Regions from separate parts of the Rattus norvegicus genome. Here region 2 is linked to region 1. The links are chromatin contacts, called in public Hi-C maps. All regions are on one chromosome and are shown on one strand. The core of a region is the stretch at or near the end of the contact, and the rest is flanking DNA. Distances in the headings are between cores, read along the strand shown.

Region 1 (5,828 bases), core at 1,873-4,372:
AAGGGCCCGGCCCAAACATAGAACGGCCAACAAAATGACAAACGCCCAGGCTGCATAGATACCTCCATATTGCTGTGCAGGCTTCCATGTGCCAAACTGACAGGAGGAAGAAAAAAAAGATAAGGTTACTTTTGGTATCCACTGTTTCAAAGTCTTAGAAACAGTAATGCAATGCAAACTTCTGTCTCTGCAGCCCAATCACTTGTAACACCCTCAGGGACCAAGATCAGGTGTTTTAGCTTTCTTCCCTTAAGCAGGAAAGTACTCTGCCATCCCAGGCATCAGCCAGCATTTCTTACACCTACCAAGTGAACCAGGATTGCCGATAACTCATTTCTCTCTCCAGAGTGGGAACACTGTTTTACTTAGTTTATTAGTGACCTCTGACTTGAGTTCACCTCTACCTAAATACAAACCCCCGACCCCATCACCAGACTCATTCATTCACTTCAGTTTTTTGTTTTTTTGTTTTTTTAAGGCTAGTGTCTCATGTCAGCACCCTGAGCAGCCTCAAATCCTATAGTTAATGGTCTTGAAATCCTATCCTCCTGCCTCCACCTCCTAGTACTGGGACCATAGCTTTCAGGGCTATGCCCAGTTCTGCTCAGTTTATGTGGTGCTGGAGATCATACCCAGGGCTTCATGTAGGCTATGCAAATACTTTTACTAGCTAAACCACATCTGGAGCTGACAACAATCTATTCCCCCCCCCCCTTTTTTTAAAGGTTTATTTATTTTATGTATGTGAGTACACCCTCACTCTCTTCAGACACCAGAAGAGGGCATCAGATCTCATTACAGATGGTTGTGAGCCACCATGTGGTTGCTGGGAATTGAATTCAGGACCTCTGGAAGAGCAGTCAGTGCTCTTAACCGCTGAGCCATCTCTCCAGGCCCCCCCCCCCCTTTTTTTTATAGACGGGGTTTTGCTATGTAGTCTGGGATATGAGACCTGCCTCTATTCTTTGATTATAGGGACATAACCCAACGCCAAACTCTTTCGCCATTCTTTTTTTTTTTTTTTCTCTTTCGCCATTCTTTAAGGTACCACCTTTTCAAATCTTAGCCTGTGAGGAAGCTGATAAGAGGTTTGCACCGAGGCTACTCACAGCAAGGCCAGTGGCAGTGACTGCCAAGAGTAAACCAAGTAAGAAGCAGCAAATGCATCTCTTCCTAGGATATCTGCGCCCAATAGATGACCTGTGGGGAGCCAACAGAAATTGATATTTGGAAGAGCCCTGTTGATTTTATACCACACATCACCCAGTTACCAGTACAACCCCTAACCACTTACACTTTTCTGCAGTGAGGGCATCGTGCCAAGGTTCGGTCTGTGAATTCTGTCCACTATGGAAAAAGAAAAACAACCATAGAAGGAAGGTTCTCTTCAATGAGAACCCCAAAACAAGGGGGAGGATGGACAATGCAAAATAGGACAGTCTTTTTCAGAATTTATTACTATTCCTAGTACTTGCCTCCTCCAGGGTTTCCCAATATCCCTCCTCACCAGAAACGTATTCTTGCAATGTCCACAGATGACCCTGACACCCATTGGCTGTGGTTCTGGACTCAGAGGTCCTGGATGTACAGGCCCTAGGTTGATGATTCTTTTGCTATACAGGGGGAAAAGTATGTTTTAAAAATTCTTAATTCTAATTGGATCTGATGACACACTGAATCCCAGCACTTAGGAGGTGTAGGCAGGATGACTGGGAATTCAAGGTGCTACTACACAGGTCGTCCTGCCTCCGCCTCAGGTGCTGGGACTGAATACAGGCATGCACCACCTTGCCCAGCTCCAGTTTTTGTTTTGGCTTTACGACTTTCCCTAAGTATGGCCTTCTCATCTTAGGTCTCTTACCAGTAGGGCCGAGGGCAGGCAATCCGCTGAGAAGTCACTTTGCAGATAAGGAGACAGTTACAGGGACATCGGACATACTTCTTTCCTGGAGGTGCATTCTTGATCGGCTAGAGAACAACGAATAAAGAACAATGGGTATATCAGCAGAAAGCCCACGGTCCCAATCCTCTGCAAGAACATTACTGAGAAAGAAAGAATCAGACATTTGAGATATACAAATGTTGCCAGCAGAGCATGTCTGTGAGGCTGAGGAAGATTGCAGAGTCTGAGGAGAACCCGGGTCACTGTGAGACTGTCTCAAAAACGCAGAGAGCCAACAAAAAGCAAAAGCCAACTACAACTGCCAGTGAGAACTACACTTCAGGATCCAGGAAAAATCAAACAGCGAAAGTTGGTGAACATTAGTTTTGGTGAATGGCTTCTTAAAAAAAAAAAAAAAAAAAACAAAAAAAAAAAAACAAAACGGCTGCTGCAAGATCCAGGAACTGAAAGTAGGTTTCATGAATAGTTCTTAAACAGGATCTAGAACCAGAAAGAGGATCCAGGAAACAAGGCCCATTTTGCAGATAGTTATAACTCACGGTGGCTTCGTTGCAGACACCACATTTGACTACATGCTGATGCATCTTGCCTTCCACGTTGATCGGAGACTGACAGACTCGACAGGTAATCATGGGGGCACTCCCACTATCCGGGCTAGTCAGGGGTGAGTAGGGGGGTGGGTCCTCTCCAGGCAACACAGCTGGATGCCCCTCAGGGAACGGGGGAAATGCTGAAGAGGAAGCAGATAAACCCAAATCATCACTCGGACACTAACCACGGATGCTCCACGGAGGTGGCGAACCCTCTGAGGAAGCTCTCGCGGCAGGCTTAGACAGTGATTGCGGACCAAGGATACCTCGCTCCGTGACAGGTGCCACACCTGCCGCGGAAGCAGGCTCCGCCCCCTGACCCGATCCGCCCCTAGGCCTAGGTGCATTTCAGACCTCCGGCTTACCCTGGGGCGGGGCATGTTTACCGGCTCCGTACGGAGGTGCGGAGGGCGTCAGGCCTCCACCGGGCCCAGTCGCGCTCCCGCCCGGACCCGCTAAGCCGTTGCCACCAGCGCCGCCATCGCCGGCCTCGGAGAGCAGCGGGGAGCGCTCTCCGTCTGCCGCCATGGCGACTCCCGCTTGGTCAGCGACCAGCTCCCGCCGCCGCTGTGACCGCCGCCGCCGCCGCCGTCGCTACCGGGTCCCTAAGACGCCTGCGCGCCGCGTTCGCCTGCAGCCAGTGCCGCCCCGCTCACGTGACAGACTGACCCCGCCCCTCTGCACTGTCATTTGTGGACCTGAAACAGTTCCCGGTTTGTTAAGGGAGCGTTCTTTCTCCATTGGAGAGAGGCGGGTCACGTCACCGTCACATGACCTTCCCGTAGCTGCTGAGTCCGTAAACACTGCACGTGACTAGAAGTTGTGCGAGCCATTGGAAGTGCGGCCATCGCGCTACCTCCGGCCCAGGTGGGCGGCTGCCCTGCACGTGTCACGTGCCCAGCCTGTCGCGTGAGTCGCTCCTCATTGGTCCCAAGTCTCCCGTGGGGTGCAACTCTATTGGCCCAAATTTAGCGCCAGAACGTGAGGGCGGCTGCAGCACCTTCTGACTGGCAAGGCTGATATCCTGACCTGCAGTGAGCTGCGGGAGCCGCCCTAAGACCTGGAGGAGGATTGGAAAGCCAAGGGGAGCTTGAGGGCTTAGCACGCTTGTCTGGCATGGCACAAAGCCCCCGAATTCAGCCCGCAGCTTCGCCGAATAGTGGTGATGTGGCTGCGTATGCCTGCAAACGCAACACTTGGGAAGATGAGTTAGGAGAGATACACCGAACAACACAGGGAGAAACAGAATCAAAGAGGGCGGGGCGCTGGAAAGATGCATTAGTGGTTGAGAGAACTTTCTGCCCTTTTAAAGAAGCCTAGTTTGAGTCCTAAGGCGGTTGCTACCTGTAACTAACTCCAGGGGATCATGCACACGGCAGCCACACACACGTGGCTTATGTGTGTGCGCGCACATACACATATAAAAATAACGCCTCCCAAAGTTAAAAAAACAGAAGGTCACAGTGTAGGGCTGTAATCCCCAGAATATGGAAGATGGAGACAGGAGGGCCTGATATCCGAGTTTGCTAGGAGTTTCAGACCAGCCTGAGCGACAGGGAGACTGTCTAAGAACCTAATGCACATACTGCTTAACGCAACATCAGTACTCGAGCCTGAGGCTGACTGATGCAAGAGGATCATGCGTTTGAGACCAATTTGGCTCACAGACAGAAATGAGTGAGCGATCCTGAAGGATGATGATGCTATCTGGTGAGCTTAGCGGTGACCGTGCTGGAAGCCCTAGGTTCCCTTCCAGCACCTAAAAAAGGTAGTAGTAATAGCAGTAGTAGTAGTAGTAGTAGTAGTAGTAGTAGTAGTAGTAGTAGTAGTAACAATAATAACCGTTTGTTTTGTTTTGTTTTGTTTTTTTCTGAAAATGTGCTGTACAACCACTGCAACATCCACAGTCCTTCAGTTTTGATACAAGGTCCTGGTTTGGTACTTGGCGATTATGCCAAAGCCTCTTGGGTAATTGAGATTACAGGCATCTGCCGCTATGCGTGGCTGTGAATTAGTTCTACAAATGTCTGTACCAGGGTTCAAGTTGGAACCAACCCGAAAGCCCCGTCCCCGAGGACTAGCTCTCAAAGCATGTGAAAGTGCTGTCTATGGAAGCTGCCAAGGGAGAAAAGCAATGAAAAACCCTACAGACCACAGTGACCAGCCCAGTAAAGTTGGCTTCAGTGTTGTGGCATTTCATCTCAAGGGTGGTCAACAGCTACCTACTGGACTTTAGGCCTGGGATGGTGTGGTTCTGTAACCTTGTCAGCTACTGTGGCTGGTGATGTCGTGAACCCCAGAGGAAAACCCCCTGCTGCTGCCATCCTAAAACAGTAAACTTCAGAACAGCATTCCAAATACCTATGCGTATATCCGCTAGTCAATCTCTGTCCCTCTCTCCCTCCCTCCCACCTCACACGGAGGCCACTACAGTGATCTACAACTGATCCAAATATCTCCATTACTGAAACACAAATTAGTGTCTCTACTGATGGAAGGAGAGCTCATCATTTCACTCAGTTGATGTATACTGACCCATCAGATACATACAGCTAGTGAATCAAATCCAAAGATAATTTAGTCATATGTGTAGATGAAAGTCTTTAGACTTTGCTTAATTTTTGTCTTCAGCCAAGAAATTGTAAATGGAGGTTATTATTATTATTATTATTATTATTATTATTATTATTATTACTATTATTATGTTTTGGTCTTTGTTTTTTAAATAGGGTCTCATCTAGAAAGTAGGCTGTAGGCTGGTCTTAAATTCATGTCAAGCCCCACCTCTCCCTAAAAGCCTGAGCTACCATTGCCTGACTCTAGGTTCTGATACTTTTAGACACAGTTTTTCCAAATTAATTTCTGCTATCAGGTAGGTCTTCTCATAGGCACCTCGTGATTCCCCAACACACACTTGAAACAATCAGGAGTCTCAAGACACAAAGTTAGAAAAGAGTCACAGCTCTGCAGGCAACAGGCCAGTTTGCTGCTCTCACTGATCTTGCTACACAGATTCTCAGCTTAATTAGATAGTTTTCATTATATATAACCCCCCAAGCCTATCCTTTTGTGATACCTCCGTCCTCACTAAAGTTGTGTTTTACGATAACTTACGTCTGGTTCTAGCTGTACAAAAGAGTTAAAAGTAGAACTGGGGTCGTATCTCAGTGGTAGAGCATTTGCCTAGCACACATTATGCCCTGGATTTCCATTCTAGCATGCATCCCTCCCTCCCATCCCTCAAAACAATGTAGGGAGAAAAGAACCCATTTCGTACTCTGAAGGGTCAAAGTACAATAAATGTGTAGAATGGTTTATGTATTTATCTACTATTC
Region 2 (5,828 bases), core at 1,064-3,563, 160 kb after region 1:
GCAAGACGCGATAAAATTTTACTCTCGCTGCGGAGCTCGAGTGCAGGTCCGCACTCTGCGCTCTAACAAAGTCTCCGACAGCCTGCTGAGCGCACCGCGCTAAGATTGGACGCAGGAGAAGGTTGACCTCCCTGCAAGAGCTAGGCCGGAGGGAAAGGGGGAGGACTGGCAACCGCGTGCTGTACCGGGAGGCTAAGTCCGCACACAGGCCTCCATACTTCACTGTCTCGCGCAGGAAATAGAGTACCGCAGTTGACGTGAGACCTTGGTCACTAAACCAGGGAATGAACTCAAAGAGGCCGTGGTTATGACTTTCTGTAAGAGGAATGGCCTTTCTCTCAGAAGAGCTTCTTTATCGTTAGGTGCTGAGGCTAAACCTGGGATCTCAGGCTAACCACGCTACCGCCAAGCCACGCCTCCAGTCCCTGGGTTTCCTAGCTGTGGCGGCATCAATCCATGCCATCCCGCAGAGTGGGTTTGTAGAGTGTCGCGCGGACTGGGTGCAGAGCGCTCGTTCTCGGATCTCGGCTGCTCGCTTCACCGCCTGCACGCACGCACTCGGAGGCGGGCGTCCTCAGAGCTCTGACTTCGTCCGGAGGGCCGGACCGCGACCCCGGCAGGGCGTCTGTAGCTTCTCGCTCAAGGCACCCACCAGTCACGCACTGCCATCCGCCGGGCCTAGGCCGCGGTGGTTACCTACCTACTGAATACCACTTTCTGAAGGAGGATCCCCGTGCTTCCCTTCGATAGCTCAGCTGGTAGAGCGGAGGACTGTAGCAGGTTCATTACAGCCATCCTTAGGTCGCTGGTTCGATTCCGGCTCGAAGGAGTAGCCTGTATTTTGGGCTATTTCCTGAGATAAACTCCGGTCCTTTGTTCAACGTGCCACTATTGATCGTCCTAACTTATCAACAATCTCTCCTCTCTGGAAATGGTCAAAACGCGCAATCACTATCTACCTGTAATCAAACAGTTACGAAAAAGAAAATGAATCTTGGAGTTTGGTTTCTCTGGCTCTCTCGTTGTTTACTTTTAGTTTTCGAGTCTACTGTGCTGCCCATTGTCCGAAGTCCAGACATCAAAGACCGCAAGGTACAGAACCTTGTGGACATGTTTGTGTACCCGTTTTTAGCGCTCTGATGACCCGCAGGACCCTGATTTGCCGAACAAAACCTCTAACTGACCCCGGCGATTGCCCCACTAACTGGCAAAGAGACACTTTACTCGTTTAGGTATTTCATGCAGCATTTGACCTGTGTTGGAGACGAGGCTGGAAGAGTGTAGAGTCCAGGTCGGATGGAATACTTTGTAAACAAAGGGAGTGAGGTTGAAAACGCAGTTCTGATTCAGGAAAACCGCGAAGGTCTACAGAATCACAAGACAAGAGCAAACTTATCGGCCGCCAGTCTAACTGGCTACCCGCAGCCTCCTCCTGCCCTCAGTATTTTGTTGTCCCGCCTGCCTGTAAGATTTTTGTGCCCGCAAGTACCCTGCAGCTGGGCTCCACCCGGAGATCGCAGCGCTAAGCCGGCTCGCTCCGGGCTCCTTCTGGAATAAGTGATCAGGCAGGCCTGTGACTTGAAATCTGAAAAGCTGCCTCTTCTGATCCCATTCTGAGCCTTGAGTTGTCCCGGACGTGGATAGAGAATAAAAAGGGATAGGTCCGGAATTAATGGGTGGGACTTGACAAAGTTAGGGTGGAAATTAAATAATACGAAAGAAGTTTCCTCTGTGAGAGACGAAAAGAGAAAAGAAACCGCTGAAGCCTCTAGACAGCCTATGTCAAAACATGCTAGACTGACGAGCACGAAAGAGCAGAACTGTGCTATGGCTCGTTGGTCTAGGGGTATGATTCTCGCTTTGGGTGCGAGAGGTCCCGGGTTCAAATCCCGGACGAGCCCTGCACTTTTTGCCTCGTCCTTGGATAACTCCTGGACAAAAGTTCACGACAAACTTTCTCGTGCCAGTAGCACCAAATTCCCAGGTTCCAGCGTCCCCTTGGCAGGCTTGGTGTTTCTGCCGCGGATGCTTCTCTTGGAGGTCCTCGAGACATCTACCAGTCCAATTTCTGTGCAAAAACCCACATTGTCTGCTTGGTGGTTGGGGTTAAACTGTCTTGCCGGCCAGCCCAACGGGGAGGAGCGTCCTTGGAAGAAATGGGGTGCGGTCCCAGCCACTGAGGCTGGACCGCCCACCCTCCACTCCTCTGCACCCCGCCCCAATCTGTTTGCGTGGCCAGGCAACGGCGACCTCACCCAAATCGGCGACGAGATTGCAAAGGAAACCTCATTTCTTCTATTCGCCATCCCATCAGGAAAAAGGAGTGAGAAACAAAGCCGTCATCTCCAGTTCCGCGTCCAGGTGGGTTTCTACGCCTGTCCCTCCAGGGTTTAGCTATGGAAGTCCTACTAAGGACAGTTGTGGGGCTCCTGGGAGAGGACTTCTCAACTTCTCCGGTCTAATTACAGAGCTGAGGTGTGGTGGGGATCAATTCGGTTCTCACAGGTTTCCACAGTTCACTTTCCGCATCTTGCCAGAGTCCAGCGTGGATGGTCATTGTGTAGAACCCAGGCTCTAGGGGATCGCAGAATCTGCGAAGGGAGGAATTCCAAGCAGCCCTCGTTCGCTCAGACAGGGAAAATTTTGAGGGTTCCTAGGTCGACATCAGATTTGTGATGCAAGTCTGTCAAGGTTGTGCAAGCAGAAGTGGTGTTTTCGTTTTCCATTGCCTGTCTCCCTCCCTTAACTTATCTTTAACTGTGTTGTGAAACTTTTGGAGACGCGTCAGCAGCATCCTCTATGCCTTCTTCCTGGGTAGTTGGGATTGAAACAGCACATGCCAGTGCAGTGATGGAGCGCCTCTGTTTCAGAAGGAGGATAGAAACCTTGTGCTTATATTGGGACATCTCCAGTGGGCCAGGTTCTTCCGTCTGTGATAGTAGAAATCTTATAGCCAGTTCATACATGCAATCGTTAGAAACCTCAGTTAGCACACCGGTCTGAAAAGCCTCTGGCAAACTCCGAAAAGCAGCCTCAGCTATTCAAAGAGCAAGCACCACCCAGCTCTGAGTTAGTCAGGGCTGCCAGTCGCAGCGGCTTAAACCCAAGAAACAATATGATGATAAAAGGGAGAAATCAGATGTCTGGGAGATTTATGGAAATAATCGGTGTTAAGTAATTAGTCAGTACTACTTTAAACATGAGTTTTGACTTTTCTAGAAATCATTCCGATGGGATAAAAAAGTTGGGTTGTACACTGGAAATCTTCCGGTCACAGAAACGCCAAATGCTCATCGGTCAAGTAACGTCCCTTTCTTTGTTCTTCAACTCCCTCTTCCTTAAAACGAAGGTGGAGAGATCGTCTCATTTTGATCACATGGGGTGGTGGGACCTTAGTAATGTGGTTTAGATAATGTGGAATCGAAGCTTAGGTTAACAGGGGGTGATTAGAAAAAGTGAACCAGCCACAGTCCCAGACCTCGGAGAGCCATCAGTTCAACCATGGCTCAGCTTGTAGGGGTACATGAGCTTCCCTCTCACCCTCGCTCTTTCTGCACCCCACAAAAGGCTGTGGAGTTGTCCCCTGGAGACATTGTTAGTGTGACTCCATGCATGGATTAAACAGTGTGTCAATGTGCTCGCTTCAGCAGCACAGATACTGAAAAAGCGTATGGATGCAGTCTGGTAAAACATCTCTTGAGGTTCTCCATATGTTCATTTGGGTAAAGAATTCTCTGTAAACAGTTATTTTCAGAGTGGCTGCAAACCACAAGTAAGCCAGAGCGCAGTATGCCCTGAAGTAACTGTTTACTTTGTATCTTGTTTGGAAACATACACACATCATCAGGACTTTGTTTCCATGGTCCCTGAACCAGTGGCGAACCCACTCCTCAGGGGGCCTCCTGTGAGCTTTCCTTTTTTTAGTTGTTACTTCCGTTACCCATTGAGTATTATGTCAGTGCTGTAAAGGAATGTTGACAGCGTCCCCATACCTTCCACTCTATAATGCGTCCTAAGGACCGAATTAAACATACACACTCTGTATAAAGGGGGGAAGTATGCCAACACTAGAATTATTAGAAGAAGAATTTCATGCCTCATGTGTCCATGGATATTACTGGCTTGGCGAAGAGACAGACAAAAATTCCAGGAAAGGTGATGGCTTTCCAGAGGTTAAAATTTTTAATACTTTTTAAAATTGTCAGTTGTTTTATATGAATTTAAATTACTGACAAAAATACAATATTCAGGCCTTGGATGTGGCTCAATGGTATCTACTTATCATATGTAAGGTCCTGGGTCTGAGTCCCGGAAAACACACACACACACACACACACACACACACACACACACACACACACACACACACTGTTTTTCCTTTCACCTTAATAAAATGCAAAACTTAAAAGAGGGAAGTTCCTGCGTTTGAGCAGGTTAGTGTGTCAGACCCTGGATTTTGTGTCTGGGCGTGTGCTGTGGCTGAGGGTGAAGTGCCTCTGTTTTGTAGTTGTTTATCAGAAAGGGCCACACTGATATGTTACCTCTGGCCATGGAGTTGGCTGATATTTCCCCTGGAGACCGATGAGGCCATCCGGGTGTCGCAATGGACTGGCCGCTCTCCTAACAATGAGTGGTTGCTGACTCTAGAACCCAGCCCGTCCTCATCTGTTGTCAAAGCGCTGTGTGATTAATTTAAAAGAGGCACCACCATTCCCGTTATGTTTGCACACTGAGCATTCGGTGTTGGCTTGGATACCAGTAGAGAGGCCTCACCCTGAATGTCCCCGAGTGCTAGCCTTCCCTGTATTTCTGAGACAGTTGAAATGCTGGCATTTGTCAGAACAAAGTTTGGCACTTGTCTAATGGATGCCTGGTCAGAATGCGACTGTCTCCCTTTCCGCAGACTCTAGTACCTGAAGTCAGGCTACAGCAGCTTAGTCATCTTCTAACAACTCCAGCCTCATTTCCTTTCAGCTCACAGTCGGGTTAAGTGCAGGAGGGAGGGGGAGGGGACAAGAACAAAGGGGACCTTCAAGCTGGGCTGTGCCTCAACAAAGCTGAACCTTGTTTAAGTTTGTGCCCTTTTCCAGGTCCTCATGACCTCCACTCTTCCTCCTCAAGCTGTCAGGCCCTGTTCTTAGGAAGTGTATCCATCGGGGCATGCACCTTCTGAGCAGCTTCTGCTTGTTTGCTTGCTTGTTTGTTTGCTTGTTTGTTGTTTGTTTTTGGGACAGGATTTCTCTGCCTAGCCCTGGCTGTCCTAGAACTCACTCTGGAGACCAGGCTGACCTCGAACTCACACAGATGCACCCGCCTCTGCCTCCCAAGTGCTGGAATTAAGGGTTTGCTTTGTAAAGAGGTTGCACTCCCAGAGTTTACTCTGTAGTCAGGAACAGAGGCTCAGTGGTGAAGGCAAATCAGCTGATTTCGGAACGTTTTGCAGGCAAGAGCAGAACACTCCCTGGGTCTATTCCAACACCTGGATGACCTCATCGGACCCCAGGGGAAGGATCGGCTGGCTCCCACAGCCAGAGATTGCTCTGCTTAGCACTCAAGTTTATTTCATAACTGATACCAAATTGTGCATCTCTGAACCTATAAAGAGAAGCCCAGAAAGTTTTTCACAGCTAGAAGCTCTAGGTCAGTTAATGAGGACTCACGTGTCAGTCGCTAACAAGACAGAAATGAGTAAGCAAATAGTCTTCTCTGGAAAGGGTCCGCCCAATGGCGAGACCCTGAGGTTAACTAACTCTCAAAGGAACGTTGGTACCAACCAGAAGTAAATCCGCATCCACCGTGCACACTGTGGGACCCCTACATCAGTGTCG

Evidence for each region. A called contact is a pair of places that touch in the nucleus more often than the background predicts.
Region 2: a Hi-C map of frontal cortex shows a contact between it and region 1, with 2.1 times the contacts expected there. The contact joins the promoter of Rnase4 here to the promoter of Pip4p1 in region 1. A contact is called at or near these places in 4 of 12 Hi-C or Micro-C datasets (frontal cortex, hepatocytes, liver and 1 more).

Annotation. Positions count from the first base shown.
Region 1 is chr15:26,621,124-26,626,951 of GRCr8, forward strand. It overlaps Pip4p1 (phosphatidylinositol-4,5-bisphosphate 4-phosphatase 1), which reads right to left and starts at 3,123. Exons shown (of 7, transcript NM_001014233.2): 1 at 2,859-3,123; 2 at 2,443-2,633; 3 at 1,862-1,968; 4 at 1,508-1,613; 5 at 1,295-1,347; 6 at 1,110-1,200; 7 at 1-96. The coding sequence starts at 3,021.
Region 2 is chr15:26,783,974-26,789,801 of GRCr8, forward strand. It overlaps Rnase4 (ribonuclease A family member 4), which reads left to right and starts at 2,314. Exons shown (of 2, transcript NM_020082.2): 1 at 2,314-2,361. It overlaps Trnap-ugg6 (transfer RNA proline (anticodon UGG) 6), which reads left to right and starts at 1,830; the gene lies at 1,830-1,901. It overlaps Trnay-gua4 (transfer RNA tyrosine (anticodon GUA) 4), which reads left to right and starts at 741; the gene lies at 741-829. It also overlaps a transcript of Ang not described here.